Regions from separate parts of the Mus musculus genome. Here region 1 is linked to region 2. A link is a contact called in public HiChIP or PLAC-seq data. All regions are on one chromosome and are shown on one strand. Each heading gives the region's core, a stretch centred on a gene start, on an enhancer-like site or on the middle of the called end of the contact. The rest is flanking DNA. Distances are from core to core; before and after follow the strand shown. Region 1 holds the start of Tsnax (translin-associated factor X). Region 2 has its middle 10 kb from the start of Egln1.

The links. HiChIP or PLAC-seq counts read pairs in DNA pulled down with a chosen protein or histone mark.
Region 1: an H3K27ac HiChIP or PLAC-seq map of embryonic fibroblasts shows a contact between it and region 2, with 14 read pairs. The contact joins the promoter of Tsnax here to the enhancer-like site in region 2. A contact is called at or near these places in 1 of 39 promoter capture datasets (hippocampal neurons), 59 of 484 Hi-C or Micro-C datasets (the AML12 cell line, B cells, the C2C12 cell line and 41 more), 16 of 115 datasets of contacts at active chromatin or transcription factors (the SCID.adh cell line, astrocytes, bone marrow-derived dendritic cells and 11 more) and 3 of 9 other capture datasets (adipose tissue, liver and pancreatic islet).

What each region holds. Positions count from the first base shown.
Region 1 is chr8:125,010,671-125,014,840 of GRCm38.p6, reverse strand. Tsnax (translin-associated factor X) reads right to left here and starts at 1,800. Exons shown (of 6, transcript NM_016909.3): 1 at 1,629-1,800; 2 at 1,227-1,331. The coding sequence starts at 1,644.
Region 2 is chr8:124,957,782-124,961,456 of GRCm38.p6, reverse strand. No RefSeq gene overlaps it. Among named protein-coding and RNA genes, the nearest start is that of Egln1, 10 kb to the right of the region's middle. Within about 2 kb of position 1,281, at least 93 of the 459 cell types and tissues checked have an H3K27ac peak or open chromatin away from gene starts, as enhancers often do. A contact at or near this core is called in the C2C12 cell line, CD8 T cells, CD8 central memory T cells and 12 more, where this site is marked.

The sequences.
Region 1 (4,170 bases), core at 551-3,050, 53 kb before region 2:
CCCTCTTGATCACTAATTGAGAAAATGCCTTATAGCTGGATCTCATGAAGGCATTTCCTCAACTGAAGCTCCTTTCTCTGTGATAACTCCAGCTTGTGTCAAGTTGACACAAAACCAGACAATACAGATGGGAAGTGAATGAAAGTAACCATCGTGTCCAAGGAGTCACTTGAGCTGGGTATCAAAGAGAACATGGTCCACTGGGCTGGTAATGAAAGCACTAAGTCAGAAACAAATCCAAGCTCAAAGAACTATCCACCTATGAGAGAAAGAAACAGGAAAACAGCAAATATGTGGGAAACGACCAGCTTGCTTCATTCAGTATTCAGCCATGTCAATTTTACCTGGTTTCCTCACACTCATGAAGACCACTGTAGGTGCTATGTTCTTTTAAAACTGTCCACATTAGCCGGGAAGAGGGAGGGGGGGGAGTGGCGCACGTCTTTAATCCCAACACTTGGGAGGCAGAGGCAGGTGGATTTCTGAGTTCGAGGTCAGCCTGGTCTACAGAGTGAGTTCTAGGACAGCCAGGGCTACACAGAGAAACCTTGTCTCGAAAAAAAAAACAAAAACAAAAAAGAAAAAAACACAAAAACAAAAACAAAACTGTCCACACATTAGCTGGGACCCTTCTCTTTACAAGGTGCAACCTAATTCTTTCTTCCTAAATATGAAGCAGTTTTTACTTTGCGTTACTTTTAGCAAATGCAAAGTGGCAAACATCTATATCCCAAAGCCCTTGACTATGGTGGCCTATATTAACATTAGTAAACAGTAAAAAGTCCCACATAAAAAGCATTAAATGTTAAATAATATGGAAATATCTGCCACATTCTTACCAACTGTTCTGTATGTAACATCATCTTCACACTTACCATTTACTAGCACATATATTTATATTTAGAGTGTGTTAGATTGGTTACTAGACTGGCAAGACTTATTTTGAGGTAGCACTCTGCATAGAACAGGAACTATTAGTGAATCTCGTACATACATGTACACTGGTATTCTTGTTCTATTAACTTGGTCAAGTTATCCTGATATCGGAATGTTTAGAATACAGATTTTTTTTTTTTCTGGGCAGACCTAGCACCAACACGAAACATTCAGGAAAACTAAGCCTTACATCGGCATGGACTAAAGGCTCCCTAACCGACCCCACACCCGAACACTACGGCGACACGATTGTTACGGTTATGGTTCTAATTCTCCTAATGGAAACTTACATTTGAAGGCCAGCATCACCGGCGAAGACAAACTGGCATCCTTCCCCTCTCTCCTTTGGTTATGTGGGAAGGTGTCATGCTTCCTCTTCCTGAACCCTCCTGGTCCTTAGGCAGAAAAGAAGAGATGGATGGAGCCCTTGCGATGCCGCGCTAGCACAGCCCAGGCTATCCCCTTCGTCCCCCGGTACCCACAGGGCTCGACCTCTCCAGCCACACACAGGTCCCCAAACTCGTGCACTGGTGCAGGGGTCGCACAAAACGCGGCTTGAGACCCCAGGCACCCGGCTGCGCTCTGGGTCGGTCCGCAGGGTCCCCTGGGGGCGTGCGATGGATGGCACGGTGACAGCCGAGCACAGGGGCCAGGCCCTGCCAGCCCCTCCCCTCCACGCGCCGGCCCCGCACCTTCTTTGCCGTTCATGGCCGCGGGGCCTCGGCTTGCACGCGCAGGGATCGCAGCCGCCGGGCCAGCTCAGCGAAAGGCCGTCGCGGGACGCCGCGCTGAGCCCGTGGGTGACAGCGCACACCACCCTGGTCGCAGTAGGCGGCCGCCGGAAGCGGATCCTTCACGCAGCCTCAGCCGGGAGCTGCGTCCGCCGCGGAGTCCCCTCGGCCGCACACACTTCCGGCCCGTGTCCCACACCGCCTGGGCGGGCATGCGGGCGGGCGCGCTCCTGCAGCAGCGCACGTTTCCGGCCGGGCTCCCGGCGCGCTCCCTGTGCTGCACATACTTCCGGTCTGTGTCCCGGCTTCTCCCACGTCCAAGTGCCTACCCGGCGCTCTCTCTCAGTCGCGCATGCTTCCGGTGTGCCAGGTTGTGGTGCAAGCCGTTGAGTGCCTACCTGAGCTGTGTAGTCCTGTCGCGGGCAGCGGCCTCCTGTCCCCTCGCCTCTCTGAGCAGCCTCCTGCGTCCATGCATGCCCTTGGCATGTGCTGGGTGCGTGGCACCTGGAAGTGTCGCAAGGTCTTCGAAGAGAAGCAGCTTTGGAATAGATGGAAAGTTTGGTCACATTGTCAAGCCCTAAGGCTGTTGTTTGAGCACATGCTACCTCACCTAGCTAGTACCATTCCTTTGAGGCTTCCAGCAGCCCATTAGAGACCATGCTCAATTAAGATTACTTATTGAACAAAGCCCAACATCTTGAGTCAAGTTCAGCCATGTGCATGTTACAGACATTTTAGTCACACAGTCTGTTCTTGTTAACTTAGGAACAGACACACTTATGGAAATGATATACGTAGAATTAGCCAGTGAAGTCAAGGCCACAACAGCATCACAGGAGGGTCTCCCAGCTCAAAAATCAGGCCATAAGCTGTCACCATTGAATCAGCAAAAAGCTAGATGGTTTGGGCAGAGTCCTGCATGAAAAGGCTGTGGGGGAACAACAATGGATGAATGTTGGACACATAACCATCTTGAATTTCTGTGACTTCTGAGCCCACATTCACCAGTTGTCTTAGCGTTTGTATTCCTGCACAAAACATGACCAATAAGTTGGGGAGGAAAGGGTTTATTCAGCTTATACTTCCACATCGTTATTCATGCCAAAGGAAATCAGGACAGGGACTCACACAGGAAGGAACTTGGAGGCAGGAGCTGATGTAGAGGCCATGGAGGGGTGTTTCTTACTGGCTTGCTTCCTCTGACTTGCTAAGCCTGCTTTCTTATAGAACCCAGGACCACTAGCCCAGGGATGGCACCACCCACAATGGGCTGGGCCCTCCCCCCTTGATCACTAGTTGAGAAAATGTCTTACAGCTGGATCTCATGGAGGCATTTCCTCAAGGGAGGCTCCTTTCTCTGTGATAACTCCAGCTTGTGTCAAGTTGACACACAAAACCAGTATTCCACTATTTTTGACGATGTGGGGCTACAGGGATTGCTCAGTAGGTGAAGTACTTGCCCTGCAGGCATACAGGACCCAAGTATCACCGAGAACCCATATAGAACATCACTGAGGAGATGGAGAGATACAGATCTTTGGGGCTTGCTGGCTAGCAGGTTAGAGGTTCTGAGCCAGTGAGAGACCCTGTCTCTAAAAACTGAGAGGTGAAGAACACCTGGGGAACGATATCTGCTATTACTCTCTCTCTCTCTCTCTCTCTCTCTCTCTCACACACACACACTCAATACATGCATGCATGAGACACATGCATGAGCAAAAACAACAACCAAAATATGACCTGACCATGCTTTAAAAAAAAAAAAAAAAAAAAAAAACCTCCTAGGATATCAATGTCTTACTCTAATGTCCCCCGGGATTCAAGAACAGCAGTAGCTGGGACCATCTCACCGTTCATACTAATTTACCATACACTGGAAGTGTATGCTTTCTAACTCCCAAAACAGCTCTCAAGGCTTCTCTCCCAGTACCTGACTCATCATTTTCCTCCTGCAGCCCCTCCCTGCCTCAGCTACAGCTCTGCCACCTGAGCATGTTTTTCCACGGCTTCCCATAGAGCAAGGGTTTCATCACTTTTAATAATGACCTCTTGGGAGTTTTTAATGGAGGTGAATCCCCTGGGCATTTTCCCAGCACTTATTTACATATGTACTTAACCCCAGGCCTCCCCAGTCTCCCAGCTAGCTACACCTCTTTCAGCTTCCCTGGCCCCTTGCAAGGAGACTCCTTCCCAGAATCCTTTCCTTGTCTCCTGGTTTTATTGTTTCAATCACAAACACAAAGTGTTGGTAAAACAGTTTTTTTTTGTTTGTTTGTTTTTACAGGATCATTACCAACCCAAGTCAAGGAGCGGAGGGTTCCTCTAAAAGGTCTTAAATTTGGAGTGACGCCCCTCCCTCTGTTGTACTAGTCTCTGTCTCTCTGACCAAAGCCAAAGCCTTTAGGAGGTACCTGCTATTCTGTATAATCCTTTACATGAGATATATCAAATATCTAGTTTTAGGTGCTGGAGGAATCACAAACCAGGGGCTCAGAGCTGATTT
Region 2 (3,675 bases), core at 32-2,531:
TTCTGTCAGCCTCACTTGCTTCATAGAAAGGGGGCTCTTGTGAGATTTGTTAACCAGTGTTGTTCTCTCTGTAAACTTCCAACTCCAAGAAAGCAGCTGCTTCCTTCTGCAAACTCCTCTCCAGTCTGATTTATGTTTTACTCATTTATCAATATCATTATTATATATAATATATACATAGATGATACACATACACACACACAAACAGTCTTGGAATTTGTAGAATTGACCTGGAACTCAGAGATCCTCCTGTCTCTGCTTCCCAACTGCTGGGATTAAAGGCGTGGGCCACCACACCTGGCCATTATTTTTGGGTCAAGGTCTTGCTATATGGTACCTTAAGATAACCAAACTAATTCAGTATTTTAAGTCCTGAGATTACTGGCAGGTGCCACCATGCCCTGCTGCCTGTTTTTTGGAGACAGGGTAGCCCTGGCTGTCCTGGAACTTACTCTAGGTCAGGCTGGCTTTGAACCTAACTTTTTTTTCCTCCGTAGTGCTGAGCATCGGACCCAGGGCCACATGTATGCTAGGCAAACAGTCTACAACAGAGCCATACCTCAAGCCTCTCTTTTTCCTTTTCCAGCATATTTGTTCTCTAGAATGTTAACTCAGCTTCCAAACTTTGACATTCAAGTATTCCGGAATGTAAAATTCCCCTCTCTCTTTCCAAGATGTGTGTGTTTGAGGATGGAATTCTCATCCGGGCCCCACCCCCAGGGCAGGCACTGGCCCCGTTCTGATGATCTGTCTTTGACTCTGACGGCAGCGGGACTTTAACCTCTAGGAATGTGAGGCCCACATATTTGTGTGGCTCTGTGGCCCATTCATCACCAAGAGGGCTCCATTATCAGGGCTTCACCGGATTTAAAACAAAAAACAAAAAAAACAAAAAACAAAAAAACCCAAAAACCAACTTTTTTAAATCCTTAAAGGGAAATCAGCAAGGCTGTACTTGAGTTCCTTGGCTCTTGCTGGACTCTCTCTGGAGTTCTCCTTTCAGCTTTCCTGGCTCGCTTAGAGATCAGCCTGGATGCCTCGGCAAGGCACAGCATTGTTTTCAATGACAGTTTTTAAATTCTTTTGAGACTCAACTGATCTGTTTTCTTCTCTCTTCCTCTCCATCTGTCACTGAGTCTGTTTCTCTGTCTCTCTCTTTCATTTCTTCAGTGCCAGAAAGAGGAATTCAAAGAATGTAATAGAACCCCAACAGGTATGAAAGAAAGAGCTGCATAGACTGTGGAAAGCCCAGTGAGAGTGTATGTGTGTGAGTGTTGTGAGTTTGTGAGTGTGTGTGTGTGATGGGAGGGGGAGGGCTCAGAGAGGAGTCAGAGCCAGAGAGGGGAGGAGGTGGCCAGGCACTCAAAACTCCACCTTCCTCCTGTATGCGGTTGGAGCCCACTGCTTTCGAAGGTTTGTTATGATCACTGTACAGGGGGAGTATGAGTTCTGAGCTGATAAGGTTTATTCTGAACAAGGGCTGGGAGCAGGAGATGGGCTGGGAGCAGGGAGGCTGCCATCTGAGCAGCTCAGACACCTACACAGCAGCACCGTGTAGGGGGCAGGTCAGGGAGACCTGAGGGAGCAAACTGGGCAGGAACTTAATTCTGGGAAGTGTGACTAGCCTGTCCTTCTAAACTCTGTCCTGGACTGTGTGGTTCAGTTTTATCACAGCTAGATCCTCACTGAAAAAGACCAAAGTAGGCATTCCTTGCACGCCCATCAACAAACAGATGAAAGAGGATGTGGGCTGTGTGTGTGTGTGTGTGTGTGTGTGCATGTGTCACAGAACTTATGTAACTAAGCACGTTTTATTCAGCCACATGAAGAATGAAATGATGTGATGTCCTCTGCATCGAGCTGGGTGGAAGTGGAGATCCCTGGGTTAAACAGGCCAGACTCACAACAAGAACGGTTGCGTTTTCTTCCTCTCATGTGGGGTCTAGATTCCTTGTTGTGTGAGACAAGCAGAAAGTGAGAAGAAAGAAGCAACCAGTGGGGGTGGGGGCAAAGGAAGGTAATGAAGGTTGAAAAAGGGATGTGCTTTCTCATATGTGGAATCTAGACTATACACAGACACGCATGCAGGGTGGGAACCATTTGTGGAGAGGAAGGGAACCAGCAAGAGAGGGTGGGGCGGTGAGAGGGCTGGGAAAGGTGTGGGTAAAATGTACTATTCCCGTGTGGGAGAACACCACAACACAACCCATTATTTTGATATCTGCCCACCTATTTATTTATTTGGGTTTTTCAAGACAGGGTTTCCCTGTGTAGCCCTGGCTGTCCTGGAACTTGCTCTGCAGACCTGGCTGTCCTCCTGGAACTTGCAGATATCCATCTGCCTCTGCATCAGAGTGCTGGGGTGCCACTACCACCCAGCTAACTAACCCTTTTAAGATAGAGACATGATGGGTGGGTAAGGGGGACTTTTGGTATAGCATTGGAAATGTAAATGAGCTAAATACCTAATAAAAAATGGAAAAAAAAAAAAAAAAAGATAGAGACATGAGAAGGCTATCCGATCAAGTGAGTTTTTTTTTTTTTTTTTATGTCAACGCAGAGCCCATGGCCATGGGTCCTTAGTCACCAGCCCATGGCCACCACTCTTAAATCCTAGCTACAGTCATGCTTCCTTGTGAGTCAACTGGAACTGACTGCTAACGTTTCCCAGTTTGTGTGGCACCAGCTGTAGGAAGTGACCTCCGAGCCATAGCACTTGGGGGCTTTTAACACCATCGCCAGGTAGGGTTCTCTATGGTAACAGATGGGAGTAAATCAGCAGCTGAGGGAGACTGGGGTGGGGTCATTAGCAGGGAGCTGGGGAGACAGCGAGGGGAACGAGCTGCTAAGACTTTAAGGGTGTCTCTGCAAGACATCAAGGTGGCAGAGAGCCACAAGCAGTGGCAAGGCCCCTTCATCTGTAACTGGAGCTGGCCAACGTCATCGGACTGTAGATGAAATATGGGAGGGGAGTTCCCACCTGTCACCGCTCTAAAGGTGGCTCTGGATGCTTGTTGGTGTGGCATCCAGGAAACAACCAGCCCTTGCCACGACCATGAAGCACCCTCACCCTCGCTGATGGCCAACACCCTCTTCTCTCACTTAGGGGCTACATCATCCAATTGTATCCACACTGCTGACAAGGAGCTGAGTGTCCCAAAACATAACTCATTTATTTTTGGTTTTGGGCCAGGATCTCAAGTATCCCAGACTGGCTTCGAACTCACTATGTAGTCGAGAATAACTCAGAGTCTGTTTCTCCCATCGTCTCCAACAAAATGGAAACTTTAAGCATTCTTTGGGAAGTCGCTTAGATGGTGTTTTGCTGGGGCAAACATGTGAAGAACTTTTTGTTTTGTTTTGTTTTTGTTTTTTCGAGACAGGGTTTCTCTGTATAGCCCTGGCTGTCCTGGAACTCACTCTGTACACCAGGCTGGCCTCGAACTCAGAAATCCATCTGTCTCTGCCTCCCAAGTACTGGGATTAAAGGCGTGCACCACCACTGCCTGGCTGTGAAGGAATTTTCTGTTAAAGTGGACACAGGTGTGAGAGACTAAGCCAGACATGTAAAGGATGTTTCTCCTGTGCAGACACAGGAGAAAGGATGCTCTGTTAAAGCAAGCACGTGAAAGGACATGTGATAAAGGATTCTCTGCTAAAAGGCACGCATGTACT